Regions from separate parts of the Mus musculus genome. Here all the other regions are linked to region 1. A link is a contact called in public HiChIP or PLAC-seq and promoter capture Hi-C data. All regions are on one chromosome and are shown on one strand. Each heading gives the region's core, a stretch centred on a gene start, on an enhancer-like site or on the middle of the called end of the contact. The rest is flanking DNA. Distances are from core to core; before and after follow the strand shown.

What was found. Promoter capture Hi-C pulls out the DNA fragments that hold promoters and counts their contacts. HiChIP or PLAC-seq counts read pairs in DNA pulled down with a chosen protein or histone mark.
Region 2: a promoter capture Hi-C map of liver shows a contact between it and region 1, with 2.9 times the contacts expected there. The contact joins the promoter of Hcfc1 here to the promoter of Zfp185 in region 1. A contact is called at or near these places in 5 of 39 promoter capture datasets (cranial neural crest, hippocampal neurons, liver and 2 more) and 1 of 115 datasets of contacts at active chromatin or transcription factors (kidney).
Region 3: a contact with region 1 is called in a promoter capture Hi-C map of liver, with 4 times the contacts expected there. The contact joins the promoter of Pdzd4 here to the promoter of Zfp185 in region 1. A contact is called at or near these places in 3 of 39 promoter capture datasets (hippocampal neurons, liver and pre-B cells).
Region 4: a contact with region 1 is called in a promoter capture Hi-C map of hippocampal neurons, with 4 times the contacts expected there. The contact joins the promoter of Ssr4 here to the promoter of Zfp185 in region 1. A contact is called at or near these places in 1 of 39 promoter capture datasets (hippocampal neurons), 2 of 115 datasets of contacts at active chromatin or transcription factors (double positive thymocytes and large pre-B cells) and 1 of 9 other capture datasets (adipose tissue).
Region 5: a promoter capture Hi-C map of hematopoietic stem and progenitor cells shows a contact between it and region 1, with 3 times the contacts expected there. The contact joins the promoter of Plxnb3 here to the promoter of Zfp185 in region 1. A contact is called at or near these places in 4 of 39 promoter capture datasets (the 3T3-L1 cell line, hematopoietic stem and progenitor cells, hippocampal neurons and 1 more).
Region 6: a contact with region 1 is called in an H3K4me3 HiChIP or PLAC-seq map of embryonic forebrain, with 4 times the contacts expected there. The contact joins the promoter of Abcd1 here to the promoter of Zfp185 in region 1. A contact is called at or near these places in 6 of 39 promoter capture datasets (the SN4741 cell line, cranial neural crest, hippocampal neurons and 3 more) and 2 of 115 datasets of contacts at active chromatin or transcription factors (embryonic forebrain and trophoblast stem cells).
Region 7: an H3K27ac HiChIP or PLAC-seq map of embryonic stem cells shows a contact between it and region 1, with 3 times the contacts expected there. The contact joins the enhancer-like site here to the promoter of Zfp185 in region 1. A contact is called at or near these places in 10 of 39 promoter capture datasets (3T3-L1-derived adipocytes, the C10 cell line, the HPC-7 cell line and 6 more), 1 of 115 datasets of contacts at active chromatin or transcription factors (embryonic stem cells) and 2 of 9 other capture datasets (adipose tissue and liver).

What each region holds. Positions count from the first base shown.
Region 1 is chrX:72,986,073-72,988,594 of GRCm38.p6, forward strand. It overlaps Zfp185 (zinc finger protein 185), which reads left to right and starts at 1,267. Exons shown (of 19, transcript NM_009549.3): 1 at 1,267-1,447.
Region 2 is chrX:73,965,090-73,967,611 of GRCm38.p6, forward strand. It overlaps Hcfc1 (host cell factor C1), which reads right to left and starts at 1,268. Exons shown (of 26, transcript NM_008224.4): 1 at 722-1,268. The coding sequence starts at 914.
Region 3 is chrX:73,823,704-73,826,225 of GRCm38.p6, forward strand. It overlaps Pdzd4 (PDZ domain containing 4), which reads right to left and starts at 1,266. Exons shown (of 8, transcript NM_001029868.2): 1 at 579-1,266. The coding sequence starts at 638.
Region 4 is chrX:73,785,757-73,788,278 of GRCm38.p6, forward strand. Ssr4 (signal sequence receptor, delta) reads left to right here and starts at 1,267. Exons shown (of 6, transcript NM_001166480.2): 1 at 1,267-1,550. The coding sequence starts at 1,484. Idh3g (isocitrate dehydrogenase 3 (NAD+), gamma) reads right to left here and starts at 1,141. Exons shown (of 13, transcript NM_008323.1): 1 at 1,019-1,141. The coding sequence starts at 1,099.
Region 5 is chrX:73,755,845-73,758,366 of GRCm38.p6, forward strand. Plxnb3 (plexin B3) reads left to right here and starts at 1,259. Exons shown (of 35, transcript NM_019587.2): 1 at 1,259-1,306.
Region 6 is chrX:73,715,334-73,717,855 of GRCm38.p6, forward strand. It overlaps Abcd1 (ATP-binding cassette, sub-family D (ALD), member 1), which reads left to right and starts at 1,264. Exons shown (of 10, transcript NM_007435.2): 1 at 1,264-2,522. The coding sequence starts at 1,698. It overlaps Bcap31 (B cell receptor associated protein 31), which reads right to left and starts at 871. Exons shown (of 8, transcript NM_012060.5): 1 at 785-871.
Region 7 is chrX:73,593,394-73,595,915 of GRCm38.p6, forward strand. No RefSeq gene overlaps it. Among named protein-coding and RNA genes, the nearest start is that of Gm52443, 12 kb to the left of the region's middle. Within about 2 kb of position 1,263, at least 39 of the 459 cell types and tissues checked have an H3K27ac peak or open chromatin away from gene starts, as enhancers often do. A contact at or near this core is called in embryonic stem cells, where this site is marked.

The sequences.
Region 1 (2,522 bases), core at 17-2,516:
AGATTACAGTGGAGTGCTGGGGTGGCTGGTCTTACAGACAGAGGTTGAACACAGTCAAACATTAGGCCTTCTAAAAGCATCTGCTTTCATTCCAACAACAACCAGAAGCTGTAGGAAAGCGCTCTAAGCAGCTAGCATCTGGTCATATACCCAGTGAAGCTGCATGCATACTGTGTGATGGCTGAAATGGGAAGGGCGATAAGTCACAGGAAAACACGACAGTGAGTAGATTTGAGGGCCACTGCTGTAAAATTGGCAACAGGACTTTAATCTTTCTTTTTTCCTTTTTTTTCTTTTCTTTCCTTTCCTTTCTTCTTCCTTCCTTCCTTCCTTCCTTTTTTTCTTTCTTTCTTTCCTTCTTTCTTTCTTTCTTTCTTCCTTCCTTCCTTCCTTTTATCTTTTCTTTTTCTTTCTTTTGTAGTCTATCATTTTGATCATTTTTTGTGCACACTGGCTTAACTCTCTCCTCTATTGAAAGGACTTCTCTGACCTCACAGTGAGGGTTAGGAGCCTTTGTTGGATGTTCGACACCCCTACTACATTCTCACACTTCGTGCCTTTCACACATTACATATCCAAAAACTGTGAATGAATGTCATTTATTAAACCGAATGTGTGTGTCTTCCGACATGCCCTGAGAGGTAGTCCTGTTTTGCCTACCTGCCGGCTCCAAAAATGACCTTCCAGGGTACAAGTTTTCCCAGGCGCCAGACAGAAGTTTCTTGCTCACTTTTTTCTCCTATGCCTGACTTCCTGCATGATCTCAGCCATCAGTCCGCACCCCCCTGCCCCCAAGCCTGGTCCTTTCCCCGCCCCTGTCTGGGATCTCCATCTGTAAAATGGATCTAGGCACAGTAGTTCTCGACAGAACTGACCCGCCAGCATCTGTGGAAGTCGTTGGCCCAGAGCCTGGCCAGATCTCGCCGGGCGCAGGCAGGGACGCCACTAGTCAGCGAGGGCCCTTCATGTGGTGGAGTCCTCCTGGCCCCAGGGCTGGGAGCCCAGAGGAATTAGCCTGGAAGTTTTCCATAGCGGCAAAACTTTTTGGAGCTCGCTCTGAGCTGGGTGAGGGGAGCCCCAGCCTTGATTTCTCCAGCAGCTCCATTGGGCGGAGCAGGGAAGGGGTGGGAGGACCGAGGACACCGGCTGGAGAATGTGCGGAATGTGCCAGGCGCATCTACCTACCCCAGGAGAGGGCAGAGGAAGGGGGCCGGCCGAGGGGAGGGGCGAGGGGCGAGGCTCCCAGCAGCCGGAGAAAACCTGTTTGTTCTCGGGCGGGCGGAGCCCAGTCCGTGCCTCTTCGTTGCCCCGCGCGCTTCCCACTGCGTACCGCTTCCCGCGCCCGCTGACGCGGCCCGGCTGGGTTCAGTGCTGCCCACCCGAGGGAGCCCGCGCACCACGCCTGTCCGACCCTCTGCCCGTCACACAAGCCGGGCACCTGTACCAGGTAGGGTTGTTGAGTCGCCGTCCTAAAGAAGTGGCTCGACCACCGGGAGGCTACAAGGAGCACCCAGTTCGTGTCCTCCTGGACACAAGCCAGGGCCTCAGTTTCCCTACCAATAATTCATACTCGCTCCAAGCATCCCTCTTCGGAATCCCGTCAGGGAGGCAGTGCCCTCGGTTTCTGCTTTTCACCGCGAGTGAAGAGACAGGCAACGTTCCTCAGAGTGTCCAACAAAAGCAGGTGGCTCTCTGGCTGGTCTAGTCCCTCTGACCTACTCATTTGTGGATGAGACCGATTGTTAGTAGACTGCCAGCGGGGATGGGGCAGGGTGAGCCTAGAATTGGTGTGTTGCAAGCATCACAGAATTCCACATCCTTAGTAAAATGTGCCCATTTTATAGATGAGGAAACTGAGGTACAGAGGCAAGCTTACTCAATAATCCCCTCACTGGCCTGGAGCCCAGAGCAAAGGGACTTAATGGTGGTTTGTGATAGACATGTACTGGTCACTGGGCGACCTCAGGGCTGGGAAGGGAGCTGCTCATACTCAGACAGAAGGCGCCGAATCAAGTGTCACTGTGGTGTTATCAGCGGGATCTGCTGTGCACAGTCTCTGTAACTGGATTGTTTGTGTGGGAGCAGGGGAGAGCCAATAGCCTCATCCTCTTTGCAACTGCTTAGTGATAGCTTGGCCTCTGAGAAAGGTTGGAAACGCAGATCCTCCTGTCGGCCATGCCACTTCCTTCTGTACTGTGGCACCTGGCAGCTCCACTGAGTAAAAGGAGAAGCCTATCAGGCCCACCTTCCCCTCCAAGGCTGTGGAGTCTATAAAGTATGTTGGGAGTTGTGTTCTCCACAAGCCATTGGTACTGACTCTTGACATTAAGGTAGGTGGTGACACCTGCTCTTGGTCTTGTCTTGCTCTCATGGTTCTTTGGATTTCTAGTCATGGGCAGGAAGCAGGTTTCCACAGGCTGATAAACCTGAATAATGGTGAGGGGCTCTGAACTGGAGAGCTGCAGTAGGAAGCTTATGAAGTTCTTATTTTCCCATGGCCTCAACTGGCTCTTCTGCACAAA
Region 2 (2,522 bases), core at 18-2,517, 980 kb after region 1:
CACACACACACACACACACACACACACACACACACACAAAAGACACACTGAGCCCTCCAGTCTGCTATGGGGGGCGGGGTGGGGGAACTCAATTGTTAAGGCACCAGATTAGGAAAAGAAATAATTTGAAGGAAAAAAAAACTACAAAAATTCACAACTGGTACAATACCCCCATGTGTGTGTAGGGGGGGGCAGTATAGTCATCATGCCATTCGTATTTGCCACGAGGGTCTCATTAGTCTGTTAAAAGCCTGCACCTTAAAGAATGCTTCCCTCTTTTTTTCTGGGTGTAGAGAACGGATCTGTGATCTAAATATTATCTTTTCTCCCGAACGAGCATGGGCGCTGGAGATGAGGACTATCGCAGGAGGGGGGAGGATTCCGCCTGCGCCAAGAGAACACATCCGCTGCCGCGCCAGCCCCAGCCCACTGGGTAACGGTGTACGTCTGAAGTCACTGTCGCCCGCGACATCCCCTCCCCCTCACCAGTCGGAGTAGAGGGTTTCTCTAAGTACCGAAATGCAACCTTTAAACACAGAAGAGTACGGGGGTGTAAGAACGGGGGTTGAAAAATCAGGGAGAAAGCAAAGATGGCAATAAGTGCAAAGAGAGAAGGAAAACACATCAGGGGAGTGAGATAGGAAAAGAGAAGATAGGGAAAAGAAGGGTTAGGAGAGAGATGGAGGGAAGACTTTGAGAAACCCAGGGCGGTAGCACTTACCAGTGTTGTACACGTGTAGTTCGTCCACTATCCCCTCGTTGCCGCCGCCAAACACCACTATAAGCTCCTTGATAGCCACTGCACGGTGGCCGTGGCGGGGTCGGGGCACGGGACCCGACCAGCCCACCACCCGTTTCCAGCGGGGCTGCAGAAGCACCGCTGGCAAGTTTGCGGGAGACACAGCCGAAGCCATAGTTCCGGTTAAGGATGCAGTGGGAAGAGGTCACTGAATGGGAGGATACCCTTAATTCTTCACACACCCCCTTTCGTCTAAGGCAGCTCTCACGAAGAAGCGGCTCCTTACACAGCGGTGGACGACTCCATGGAGGCCGCCATCTTAACTATCCTCCTTCCTTTGGCTCTTCCCCCCCTTCTCACTCAGCTCGTATCCTTAAAAGCTTCTCAGAACTGCAGAGCACCTATTCCCGAGAAGCTGGAGGCCACTGAGCGCCGTCGCTCTAACTATTTGCCTGGGTGTTCCCGCTTAGAACCTCGAGCAGGAGGCTCTGGGAGCCGCCATCTTGAGCCGCCTCTCTCTCCTCCCTTCCTCAGTCGTAGCCCTCCCCCGCCGGAAATGGCGGAGCCCCGGCCCGGTTCCCACACCCCCCGTCCCCAGCACTGGCTGGCTTCCGGGGCGGGTGGAAAAGAGCCACAAATGCCGCGGTTGTCTCAACTTCGCCGACAGTCAGACCACAATTGTGGAAGCCGCCATCTTGAAACCGTCCTGCTTCCCCACCCAGCACTTAGTACAACCACCGATCGCAGAACCCCAACGTTCCTAAGTAATAAAGGCGTGTCAGAGGCTGGCGGAACGGGCTCCAACTCTCAGTTGCTGCTCGAAGCCCCGACCCGTATGGCTCGAGAGGTTTTGCACCTCTCCCTTGAGTCCGCCTCTGCTATTCAGGCTGTGGCGGCCGCCCTGGGAGCCGCCATCTTGAGACTAGCTTCTCTTCCCCCCCCCACCCCACCTATCCTCTTCTTCCTGGACAGTTCTTCCACAGCAAACCAAACGCAAGGCAGCGTCCAATCCTCGCTTCCCTCCTTAAGACTCCTTCCCACAGGAGCCGCTCGAAAGAGCAGGAGTTAAGACCCGAAGTGACAATTGTACGGCAGAAGAAGCGGTAACGGCAGGGCGATCATGCCTCCTCCCTGGGAGCCGCCATCTTGTGTGAAGAAGTAACAACTAAACATGGCGGCTATCGGGCGAGGGGGCGGGGTCAGAAGACGTCACCTTTCCCCCTCCTCCCCGCCTTCGCACGTCTTTGACTCTGGTCTCAAGCCTCTTAAAGGACCCAAAGCTCATAAAGAATTAAAAGCTTCTTTAAAAACCAGTGCGTTGTCTATTTGCGGGCGAGTTGGTGCTCTGTGCAGTAAGCTAGAGACAGTAGAGTTCAGGTCAGGTGCAGTAGTGCCCCGCCCTGCACTCCCCCCCACCAGGGCTCTTCCACGCCTCCACTCTGGGAGTCGCCATCTTGCCACTTCCCCACGCCCGGTCGTCTGCGGGCGTCAATAGCGAGTTTCAGCACAAAACAAAGATGGCCGCGGCATCTAGGGATGCCCGGATGAAAATCTAACTCCGTTCAGTCGCTTGGCCACGCCCCCTGGGAACTGTCTCCCAGGTCGCTGATGGGACACAAACCAGAGAAATGGCCTTTAACTAGCAGTGGCGGCATGACACATGGTAGTTAAGGGTGGCAAAGAATACTGCGATTGCACCCTTTGCTGAGAAGCATCTCTTTTCCCGCTCCGAACACTCTGCGACACTTAGAACCCAGCTACAGCGGGTAGCTGCAGGCGGGGC
Region 3 (2,522 bases), core at 16-2,515, 840 kb after region 1:
TCACCCAAAATGCCTGAGGCCCTGAAATCGACAGTCGTGACTTAGTCTAGAGAGTGGATGGGAAAATGGGTACTCAAACCCAGCTCCATTGACGACGTTTTAAATCTGGCCTGCCAGGCCCGGGATTCGGCCTCTGTCCCGCAGGCACTTCACTGCTTCTTTGGGTCAGGCTCCAACCCTGGGACCATGTGCCGGGAATCCAGACCGTTGCTATGCAACCTCCATCCCGCGCGGGCCACTGAGCGCCTCACTGTCCCGGGACAGAATCTTAACTTCCCACCTGGGCTGATCTGGACACATGGTTAGTGGTCGTTACGCACTCGGAGTGCCAGGTGATGTGCCTTGAACACCTACATATCTTCTTCACCCAGTTCCTTCCATCCCTGGATGGTTCCCACAGGGCGCCAGCACCCAGCAACCCATAATCTGAGGGCGAGATCAGCTCCCTACCTTTTTCTCTCGAGCCCTCTCGCCCTCCCACACCTGCCTTTCTTGACTCTACCTGGCCCTCCCCCTCGGGGTTTACAGTTTTCCTAGGTCCGGCTGCGACCCTCTCCCCAGCAGCCCAGGCGCCCTACCTGAAGCATCACTTTGTACTGCTCCTCCGGTTTCTGGACCACACACATATTACATCCCATGATGCTGGCCGGCGAGGGAAAGAGGAGAGCGGGAAGAGGAAGGTATCTTTCACTGGCCAGTGCGTGGGACCACGGGTCCCGGGCCTGGGCCCGGGGCCATACCTTACCCCGGGGGGCCGAGCCGCCTAGCGGGGGAGGGGGGCACGCCCCCAAGAGGAAGGCAGCTCCAAGCCTCTCGACTTAACTCTTTGCTGGCCGAGGCCAGACACAGGCATGCTCCTTCGCACCCAGCCAGGGGAAAAAAAGGGCGGCGGGGGATGGGCGGGCGCGCCGGGCGTTGCCTGGCTACGGCCCCCCCACCCCAGGAGGCGCGGGAGCGCGCCTGCCCGCCGGGGCCGTCAGGGGCTGTCAGGGGCCGTGGGCCACACGGCTCCCCGCCCGCGGGGCCGGCCGCTGCCGCTGCCTTTGCCGCTGTCGTCTCCAGCTCCCGCCCATGGCCATCAGCCCCGGGAGTCCAGCCTCTGGGCTTGGCGACGTGGCCCGGCCCGCCGACGGAGAGGCGGCCAGGCCCACGCCAGCTGTAGCCTCGCAGGGTCCCGCTTCTCTAGCTCACGGCGCTCTCTCAGAGCCTGGCCCACAGCCGGTCGCTTGTCTCCAGCTCCTGCCTGGAACACCGGAACGCGCGCGCGCGCGCCCGCAGCAACAGCGGGGGAGGTGTGCGGAGAAGGGGCGCACGCGCGTGGGAGAAGCAGAGGCTGGGTGCGGGCGGGAGCGGCAGGGGGCCTCAGGAGTCGGCGCAGGGAGCTGAGGGCGGGGCCTGAGTCCCTGAGACCAGATAATGCCAATGTCCGAGGGCGAGGTGTCTAGTGGACCTGTCTGCTAGGTGTGTCCCTGAGAAAAGAGGATCCTGTCTGAAGAAGAAGCTTCCCTGGACTCCTGAAGAGAGTTCAGGGCCTTGGTCTCAAGGAGAGGCTATTTCACCCCTTTCCCAGGTTCTAAATGTATCAGCCCCAATGTCTGTACTCCTTCCTCTGTCTCTCTTTAAAGACTGGTTCCCTGCTTTAACTGAGCCATTCCCTTGCTATCTCTGAAACGGATACCTTTGTTTAGAAGAAAAACGTGGGGGTGCTGTAGGTGGCAAGAGAACTACAGAGAAGCCTCATTCTTTGGGGCCTTTATGGGCACCCCCCTTGCTTGCACTGAAACCGCTGTCTGTTTCTCAGTTCCAGCCTTCCCTCCTCACACTTCTCCTTTAGCCTCTTCCCTCCCACAGGCTGCCCCTCTTCTTGATAAACCAGAGGAAAAGATGGCCTTTGGCTAGATAACAATGACCGATTGAAAGCTAGGTTCCCAGAGGCTGCCTGAGAGAGCTGCTTAGCCCTCTTACCTGCAGAAGATCCTTTGATAAAATTGTCTGGTCTTTATCTCCAGGCTCTGGCGAGTGAGGGGATTTATAACAGCATAGAAATGTTTAATTAACAGTATTGGGGGAGGCTGCTTCAATACTTTTCCTTTCCACCCCCACTTTGGTTCAAAAGACAGAAATAGGAATAACCTGAAATCCAGAAAGGAAGTATGAGTGCTTATAAACTGTCTTTCCCAGAAAGCAAAACTTGAGCCTTTCAGGAGATGACCAGTAGATCTTCCTGAGGAATACCCTTTTTGAGAGCTCAGTACAAATGTCTGTGGATGGGAGGCACTGTGTTTAGATCAGCCCCGGGGAGAGGAGATGGACCCTAGTCCTTCCACCATGGTTACTGCCACAACAGCCCCCTCTGCCCTGTAATTTGAGCTTCCTCATGCCTACAGCATAAGATCTAGATCACCTTACTTCAAGAGCAGTCTCTTAGAAATATCCTCTCCAAATCTTTTTACCTTCTAATTGTATGTATTTCACCAAGGTCCTGACCAGTCATCAAAAACATTTTCCCCCAGCCTAGCCCA
Region 4 (2,522 bases), core at 17-2,516, 800 kb after region 1:
AAAACCCCATGGCATTCTGGAAGGTCAGAGTCAGCAAATGCTTTGAGAACATAAAGTCCTCTCTCCTCACTGGAACCCAGAGAGAAAAGAGAGCTGGCCTAATGCCATATTCTAGGTCAGTGGAAGAGCAAGGCCTAGAGGTCATAGCTCTTATTCCCCAGAGCTAGTTGTTGGTTTTCTGGTGCTAAGCAGTGCTACCCAGGAGCTAAACCAGCTAACCAAGACTCCAAAGAAAGAACCAGGAAAGCAAAGCCCTAGAAGCTTCCAGTCTTAGAACCCTGGTTCACTCTCATTACAGGGGTTTGGGCTTGTTTGTTGGCCTTTTGGTTAGAATCAAGTATCTAGGTGCTTGGTAGGCGGAAGATCTGGAGGGATCAAGGATTATGGATAGCCAGATGGCGGCGGTGCATGCCTTTAATTAATCCCAGCACTTGGGAGACAGAGGCAGGAGGATTTCTGAATTCAAGGCCAGCCTGGTCTACAGTGTGAGTTCCAGGCTACAGAGAGAAACCGCGTGTTCGACGAGACAGAGAGAAACCGGGAGAGGGAACGCGGGGACACAGCGAGAGACACACAGCGAGAGAGATACTGATAAAGTCTGATTTTCCACCTCCACTAGGGCAAAGCAGTCTAAGAGAGGGAAAACCAAGGAGGAACTGAGTCCAGAAACAGGCTTAGATGGTACATGCAAGGTGGGCCAGGACACGTGGCCTCTTCAAAAGGGCTTCCACAAGGACACTACGGAGGGGACACCTAGCTACTGCGGTCTACCTTCCCAACCCTTCCGGAGGAAGGCACAGAGGAGCCAGATCAGAGTCAATTTCGGCCAACCGCCTCACGGACAGCAGAAGCAACCAGTGAACCCCAGAGTGCAGCCCTCTCCCCGCCCCTCCTATGGCTCGCACAGCCAATCGAATTCCGTGTTTGCTCAAAGAGCCGTTACCCGACTCCGGGTCTCAATTGGGTGTTAAGTCCCTCTGTAAGCCTGCAAATGTCCCACCGCCCATTCACCACTCACCTCCCAAGGACGGCAGAGGAGAGTTGGCTTGAGCATTGCCTTTGCAGCACCGCCAGCAGCTATCGCCACCTTCAGCGCCATGACGAAAAGTGAGGACCTCTACAGGTCAAAACATTAAGCACCGTTCTCGCGACAGTTGGGGACAGCGAGAAATCCGGGGTATGGGTTGAGAAAACGCTAGCATTACGCACGCGCACAGTCACACCGGTTCTTACGCCCCCTTCCGGTGCCTAGAGCACTGTTCCGCCATCTTGGGGAGGGGAAGGCTGAGAAGGAGGGAAGTGCGACCGGTTGGGACCCTGGCTAGGGAAGCGGACACGTCAGTGCCGCCAGCGACGTCACCATGCCCGACCCAGCCCGCCGACGCACGATTGGGTGCTGAGGCCGCTTACGCGTCGCGCTTCCTCGTCTGCTCCGCATGTCCAGGGTGGCTTGCTCTCTTTTCCCCTCGGAAGAGAAGAGGCGATGGCGGCGATGGCATCTTTCGGCGCCCTGGCACTACTCCTGCTGTCTGGCCTATCTTGCTGCTCAGGTAGCGGCCTGGCCGGAGCTTGTTTCGGGGCGCGCCCCTGCTGTTGGCAGGTGGTGCTGGGGGGAGGAAGGGTGTGCGCGAGGTGGGGATCTGGCCCTTCCCGGGGCTCGTCGCTACTGACGGGATCTTCCCCCGATGGGTGTTGTGTCGTGGCGACCAAAGCACCACACACACGTTTACCCGACAGCCAGGTTGCTTCCTTGTCTGCTTTTGGGAGAACCCCCAAAGCAGTACCATGCTCCGACCACCAGCTCCAGCAGGGAAGGTGATATGTATGTCCCTGGTTCCTGTGTCAAAAGGTAGTCGCACAAGAGCAGTGCTGGCAGCTACGAACCAATGCTGCATAGGCCAGGCTTCCCCAAGAGAAACCTAAGAGAGGGAGGCAGATCAGAGTAAGGGCACTAGGCGAGTTAGATAGGGAACCGATGAAGTGAGCAAGGGCTTTTAGTGCCCAGAGCCTCGACTTTTTGTGACGCCTTGGTATATCCCACCCCAAAGTTCATAGCAAAATTGAACCGTGCACAGACCCGTTGATATTTGTGAGACATCTGTAACGTGGTAGTGGGGCTGAGCTCAATCTGGAGTGCCGGCATGTGTTTTGAAAGATGTTAGCACCTCAGACCTGAGAGCCTGAACTAAGGACGATTTGGTTTCTGTACATACAGGTAGCCTCTGGCCATCCCTTCTACCCACCCCTCAGAGAATCCTTCAGTCTGTTGCTAGCAGTGTCTTAAAAAGACAAACCTGGCTGTAACATCTATTAGGGGTTCCATAGTGTCTACAGGGAAAGGCCCAGCTGAGCAGGTCACAGAAGGGTTGGTGGAATATGGCCTTGAGAGCCATTCCCAGGCATTTTCCTCCTGCCATTTATGCCGGTACAAGGTCTTCTCTAGCTTAATCGGTCATTCTTTCAAGACATCACATTTGGAGAAGAGTTGGATGAAAACTTTTCCTCAGGGGTGTTTAGTTTAC
Region 5 (2,522 bases), core at 9-2,508, 770 kb after region 1:
ATGAGAAAGCTGGCATCATCCTGGAATTCGGTGCAATGTAAGGAGGCTGTCTGCTTGGTTCCCCACCCCACCATCAACCAACTGGCTCAGCCAGATGGTAAGGGCCACCTGCCACTTCACCCTGAAGCTTGTTGCTACTGTGAACTAAAGAAGTAGCAAAGAGGTTGGGGATTTAGCTCAGTGGTAGAGCGCTTGCCTAGCAAGCGCAAGGCCCTGGGTTCGGTCCTCAGCTCTGGGAAAAACAAAAACAAAAACAAAAAACAACAACAACAACAAAAAAACAAGTAGCAAAGACTCTAAAGCAAGTAAAAGTGTCCCTGTACAATGGGCCCTTAGGCTAGTTGGCCCCCAAGGTGCCCTATGAGAGCAGCAAGGGAGCCAGCTGCTACTGGCACTCCCTTCCCTCCTATGGTGGAAGGATCCAGACCCATCCGGAAGGACCTTCTGGTCCTATGTCTGAAGCCCAGGGCTCAATCCTGGCAAAGTCCCCTGTGGTCTCCCTGCCTCAGCCCCTCCCATGCATTATCCTCTTCTGATTTTCCCCACTACCATTCTGTACCTGGCACAGCTTTGCCAGTCCTTGGGGGTAGGACTGGGTGGGGACAATCTTCTCTCAAGCCAGTAGGCGGGGGAGAAGGTCTTTGCCATGAGCTGTCTTTGTCAGTGCCTCCTCTGCCTTAGCCTGGACAAAGACAGGCATTGACAGCTGGCACTAGCACTTCAGCCAGGACCAAGGCTACTGACACTGAGGCTGAGGCTGTCATTTCAGGGGCTCAGTGCCTTTGGCCCTGTGGTGGGGGCTTAAGGGCTACCCAGTGCTCTTTACGGAGACCCAGAGAAACTCAGGGAGGGAGCACTCTGCACTGGCACAGGAGTTGTGAACCACATGGGGAAAATTGGCTCAAGGAAACCCTGTCCTTTTGTCTCTACATCCCAGGGGGTTTCTCCCTGGAGATGGGGAGTGGCAGGGAGCTCCCTGGCTAGAACAGCCAGAGTGGGGGTAAGAACACCAGATAGCAGGTCCCTGGCCTGGGCCTCTGGACAGAGGGGACATTGTTGGGGTGGAGGCAGGGCTGCCTTGGCCAGGCCACTATTGACAAAGCTGCCAGCTGTGGTGGAGCCCGATCTCCAGGCCCTTGCCCCCTCCCCTGCCTCCTTCCTCCCCCAGGGCCACCATGAATGGGGCTGAGCCTCAACTGTCTCCCTCCCACTCAGGACAATGCCCCCCACAGCCATCTTGTGCCCGTCGCCACTGCCCTGAGGCAGCTGATGTGAGGAGACCCCATTTCTGCACTCCGTAGTGGTGGTAAGTGTCTGGGCCCTATGTCCCCCAAGGTGTCCCAAAGAGATGTAGAGAGGGATAAATTTGGCTGGACTAGGGCACAGAGCAGTCTTGCAGGGAGCTTCCATCTCCTCTGCGTTTTTGGGTAACAACTCCCATCTCCTCCATTACACACACCCACCTCTGTCACAGCGATACATGGGCACTAGAGAAAAGTATATTTCCTGTCTGTGCTCTTGAGATAAGGGGACTTGGGGTCTTTTTGAGTAGCAGTGGGTGGCTTCTGGTGGGCACATGACTAACTGTGATGATCCCAACTCAGTTCAGGAACTGTCACCAGCTCCTGCCCTCTTTCTAGAGCTCTACGCAGGGTTAAATCTGTCTGGATGTCACCTAGTTAGGCAGTTGGTCAGTGGCTGCTGCTGACTGCTCTTGGAGGAGAGCTGGGGACTGGCACCTGTCCTCAGTGCCTCAGACTCAAGGTCCTCTCCACTCACCTGGAGCTACCTCTATCCTACTTCCCTTCTCTCTGATCTTTCATGGCTCTTCTCATCAGTGCTCCTACATTGAGGACCCTTCTAAAACTAGGTTTCCACAGACTCTAGATGCTGGGGTCCATCACTCTTGTACTCTGAGTTGCCTCCTAGTGCCTCACAGTTCCCCTAGAACCATCTAGGCTGGCTCAAAGCTCTCCTACCACCTCTATACTGGCCACCCAGTAGTGGTCTAAAGCCCTGGCCCTGGCCACCTATTCATTACTGTTTTGGGAGTAGTGTGCCTATGTCTAGCTGCATCTTGGCCGGAAGCCAAAGCTCTTCTTGGTTGTCTTGTCCAGTTAGTGAAGGTTCCTATATGAAGCTGGTTCTGACTGTATAGAGTGGGTTTTCTGTCCCTGTCCCTTTTGCCATGGGTATCCTGTCTTTACATGTGATGATCTGGCTTCTCTTATCATCATGTCTTTTTGTCTAGGTGACAGTATCTAGTTGCCCGCAGACACGACTTCCTTTTTCCATTTCCCTCCCTTTTCCTGCCCTTGTCACTCAGAATTCCTCTGTCATGCCTTTATAGCTTCTCAGGATCTGTCCTCTTTCTAGTCTACATGCAAATAAAGCAGAAGATGAAAAAATTATTTCCTTGTGTGTGTCCTCATCTCCATCCTGTCTCTTTCTCTATCTATAGGACACTTTCTTTGTCTTTTCTGTCCTCTTCCTGGCTGCCTCCCTCTAAGTACCCCCACCCT
Region 6 (2,522 bases), core at 14-2,513, 730 kb after region 1:
TGTTTCTCAAAAGAACAGTACGTAAACAGAAGGACCTCAGCACCCATTAGGCTTCCTTCCAAGAGTAGAAGCCTCTGCTGCCAGGAGCTATACATGTCTTCCAGTCGCTTCTACAGTGGGACTGGGACTGCAGTGTTCATACATGTATTTTCTGCAAACGCCACCACCTAAGCCTCTGCACAAGAAAGCAGGCCCATTTCCTCCAGAGCTTATGAGGGGCTGATAACCCTAGTAGCCTCCAGCCTCCTTCTAAAGCTGCTTTTGAAAACTAGATAGGCCTTCCGAATGCTCGCACGAATGCACAGGGTGTAGGCCTCCATTTACTCTCAAAAGGCCCACAAGAGCGACTCCTAGAGGGCGGGAATCCAGGCCAAAAGCAAATACAGGTCTCCACAGAGCACGTCCAGGCCTTACCCAGAGAAAGTTCCAGAACCAGAAAGTCTCTCCCGAAGCCAAAAAAGGGACCTCCCTGCATCCCTAGCAAGCCACAACGCCCAAGTCCACAGCGCCAGGTGGCTTTCGAGGAGCTGGGCCTACCTGGGCAGCTCTTCTGGGGGGGGGTGGGGAGGACTGGCCCCTGTCCTCGCGTCCCCTAGAGTCCCGCTCCACCTACCTCCACAACATCCCTATGCCTGATCCTGCCCTAAACTCCGAAGTCGGCCCGGATCCCTACACTTCCCAGAACCCACAGTATTTCTGGGATGCTCGCCTTCCTCCCTCATGAAGGGACTGGGGGGGAACCTCGTTGGTCCGAAAGTCAGCCATGCATGCGGACCCAGCTTACCGAGCTTCAGCCTACTCGCACGCCCCACCGCAACTACCAAACTCTCACCAATGCTCAGGCCCGCCCCCTAGCCCGCGGGCGGAAACCGGAAACGCGCGTCAGGCCCCGCCTACAAGTCCTCTAGAGGCCCCTAACGGCTCCGCCCATTGTCGTTTCCCGCCCCGCCCTTAGGCGCGGCCTGTTGCCAAGGTCTAGAAAGGAAGTAGAGGCTGACGGTTGAAGGCCCCCTGCCGCGCCTCTGACACTTCGGACACGCAGGGGTGGAGCTTGGAGGCGCCTTGGCGGGAGGGCTGGGGCCGCTTCTGTAGTGTACGCGGACTTGCTTCGTTTCTGTTGTCGGAGAGGGGGAGGGGTCCAACGGTAGGGCGAGAACGGGGTGGGGCACCCCTAACTCGGACTCCGCCTCTTGCCTCAACTCCGCCTCCTCTTCCCCATCACCACCCCTGGGGAGGGGTAGGTGGGTGGGGATTCTGGGCCTTGGCGTAGACGCTGTCGTTACTGCCGGGCTGCTCAGCGGACAAACACGCCTGGTGCCCCGGGGAGGGGCGTCACGGGGGGTGGGGGGGGAGGAGCAGTAAGAGGAGGGAGGTGGAAGGAAAGACACAGCCTCTCTCCTTAAGACCTCTCGAGGCTCTGACCTCAGGGGCTAAGGGGACAGTCTGTAGAGGGAAGCCAGTTCCTCCACCCGGGCTGCCTGAAGAGGCCACGACCCTGGAGGATTCTAACCCAACCGATCCAGGGGCCCCAGCACCACCGCGAGGGCCTAAAGCAACAGTCTCAGGGATCACTTCAAGGTTTCCAGTTGCCTAGACAACGAGCCCTGGGTCAGAGCAACAACCCTTCCAGGATCTGTCTGCAACTGTAGCCTCAGGCAGCAGTTCCAGCCCTCAGCCTGCTCACCAGTCCAGGTGACATGCCGGTGCTCTCCACTCCCCGGCCCTCACGGGTGACCACGCTGAAGCGCACAGCTGTGGTCCTGGCCCTCACAGCCTATGGAGTCCACAAAATCTACCCTCTAGTACGGCAGTGTCTGACTCCTGCCAGAGGTCCTCAGGTGCCAGCTGGGGAGCCCACTCAAGAGGCCTCTGGAGCCACCGCAACCAAGGCTGGCATGAACCGGGTATTCCTGCAGCGGCTCTTGGCGCTCCTGAGGCTGCTGTTCCCCCGAGTCTTGTGCCGGGAAACAGGGCTGCTGGCCCTGCATTCTGCTGCCCTGGTAAGCCGAACTTTCCTGTCTGTGTATGTTGCCCGCCTGGACGGCAGACTGGCCCGCTGCATTGTACGTAAGGACCCGCGGGCCTTTAGCTGGCAACTGCTGCAGTGGCTCCTCATCGCCCTTCCTGCCACTTTCATCAACAGTGCCATCCGCTACCTAGAGGGCCAGCTGGCTCTTTCTTTCCGAAGCCGTCTAGTAGCTCATGCCTATGGACTCTACTTCTCCCAACAGACTTACTACCGAGTAAGCAACATGGATGGACGACTTCGAAACCCTGATCAGTCTCTGACAGAGGATGTGGTAGCCTTTGCTGCCTCTGTAGCCCACCTTTATTCCAACCTGACCAAGCCACTCCTGGATGTGGCTGTGACCTCCTACACTCTCCTTCGAGCTGCCCGATCCCGAGGAGCTGGCACAGCCTGGCCCTCAGCCATCGCTGGCCTGGTGGTGTTCCTCACAGCCAACGTGCTTCGAGCCTTCTCTCCCAAGTTTGGGGAGCTAGTGGCAGAGGAGGCACGGCGA
Region 7 (2,522 bases), core at 13-2,512, 610 kb after region 1:
CGTGTGCACACGTGTGGTGGGGCACCCTAGGCACAGGCGGTTAGAGTGTTGACTCATAGGAATGCTCTCTTCCTCTACCCCCAACGCCTCAGGAAATCACAAGCAGCACCTGGCCTGAAAGCGCTAAAAGGGTCCTCGTGCTGGAAATAGAAGAGAAACCTGTTCAGAAGAGTTCAGGTAGTGAGGAATGTCCCCAGTGACCCCTAATACATTTCCCCTTGACTGTCTGAAAAGGGGATCAGATTGTCCTCTGGAGATATGTATGAACTCAGAAATGGCCTTGGAGGTTGGAGGCAGTACTTCAGTGCTCTTTGGAGAAAAAGGAAAGCATGCCACTTGTCTCCCTACTCAGGCCCAATACTCTCAGTGCCATCTCTCCAAAATTGAAATGCATCGCAAAGTACACAAGTAGTGAATAAATGGGCTCAGGTCCCAGAAATTGGCTGCCCTTTCTAAGGGGTAATGGGAATATCCTCTCTGCCTCCTGTTGCCATGGTTTCCTCTCAGCCATCAGGCAGCCTGTTGTGTGGAAGTGATGGCCCTGGGTGCAGCTGAGAGCTACCAAAAAGAGACCGGGGGTAGCAAATGGTCTTAGATCCAACCAAGATTCAGAGAGGAAATGGGAGCCCACACATACTCTTGAGCTCATAGATCAAAGGAAGAGAGGCAGGCTAAAGCCAACAAATGCAGAAACAGAACATGCTGTTGGTTTGACCATTGAACATGTTTTTCAGAACTCTGGGACCCATCTTCTCTTCTGGCCAGAGAAGCCTAGCAGAAGGCTGTCTTCCAGAAAAGTCCCAAGCTAGCTGAATACGATATATTCAGAAGAGCTAGAAATTTGCAAATAGGTCTGAGCTTAGCCTGCTGCAGCTTCCCTGTTGGACCCAGAGCAGCAGGCCCTCCCCCTGACACCCTCCTAGGAAAGCAAAGCAAGGTGTTGCCATCTAAAGGACTTCTCAACCCAGTGCTTTCTGTCCACTCTTATCTGTTCCCACCCCACCTCCTAGCCTCCCCTTGCTCATTGGAAATGTCTCCTAGAGTCAGAAGGCCACAAGTCAATACAGCTATTTTGAAAGAAGAGGGCCAGCTATCCTTTCAAGGAGGGGGGTGGGCCGCTCTGGGATCTGTCCTGCCTGGAACTGAGGAGAGTGAAGAGAGACCCCCCACGGTGGAAGCTAGGCTCCAGGCTGGCCACCAGAGCTCAGGAGTGAAGGGGGGAGTTACACCTGGGCCCGCAGCCCTCCAGCACTTCCGGACGTTCTGCCGGCCATTCCAGACCTTTCCTGTTGGTGCAGTTCACCGGAGTTTGTTTATGCCGCTCACTGTGTATTCTGCACCTCCCCCCACTCCCGCCCATTAACTTTTCTGGTCTTTTTCAGTGTTAAAATTCAGCCCAGACTCAAATCCCCTGTAAGCCTTCCCCCTCCCCACATCCTCGGAGCTGGAAAGGACTGGAATGGAGAGGGAGGTGGCCTGACCTCCCATCTCTGCTCCTCCCCACCCCCTCCTTAGCTGGGGAAGGCAAGGCTCTTTTTAAGCCAAAGTTGAGGGTTGAGGTGAGGAGTGGTATCTTTGTCTGCCCCCTCCTTTGGAACCCTTCTTTAGGTCTCACCAGTGCCTGTAGCCCAGTGCCCTCTCCAAACAAGGATTCGTACCCCTCCCCGGCCCCTCTCAGGCTCTAGACCCATACAAAAGCAGAAAAGAGCTGGGGTAAGGATGTCTGCTTTTCTTTCCCAGCACCCATCATTAACTTTCCCCAGATAGCCCTTCTGCCTTCAGAAATTCTAGCCGGCTGACAAAGGCTCCATCCAGCAAGTCCAGTCCAGCAAGTACCCTCATCCCCACACCCAGCTCTTCCAAAGCTTACTCTCTGAGCAATCCCTGGCTGGGGGAGGGGGGGTGGAGACAGTTCTCTTCTAGTGGCACTCTTTGAACTAACTCTTCATTGAGTTTGGGGGGGTTAAACCATTAACAAAATGTTACTTTGAGAGACAATGGAGGACAGAACTAGAGGTCCAGCCTTCAGTTTAGAGGCTTAGGAGAGGTAATGGCAAGGCTAGAAGCTGGACAAAGGTCTTAGAGAACAGGGCCTGTGCCCTCCAGGCACAAGGAGTGCCGTGAACAGAGCCAGACTAGGCGCCTGGAAAGGGCTCTGATAGTTCCAGGTGCAGCAGACTGTGGCTGCTTCTGCAATAACCCCTTATTTTCTCCCAATTTTTTGTAATTTAACAGATCACAAGGTCACCTCAACAAATCAGTATTGTGGGGACAGTGAGCTCTTATCTGGGCTTCTGTTCTATGGAATCTAATACAGCTCAGCAGTTTCCAAGCAACTTCGGCTCAGTCCCTGTTCCGTCTAAGGGTCAACTAGTGGCCCAGAGGCCACTCCTGCCACATCCAACCTTTGTCCTTTTCTGTCTTCTATGCTGGAATGTTTAAGAGTTTTTCTTTTGCCTTCCACACAAAAAAGGACCTTTATCTAAAAGTGTTTTTTCTTGTGAGTAAATACATTATATGAA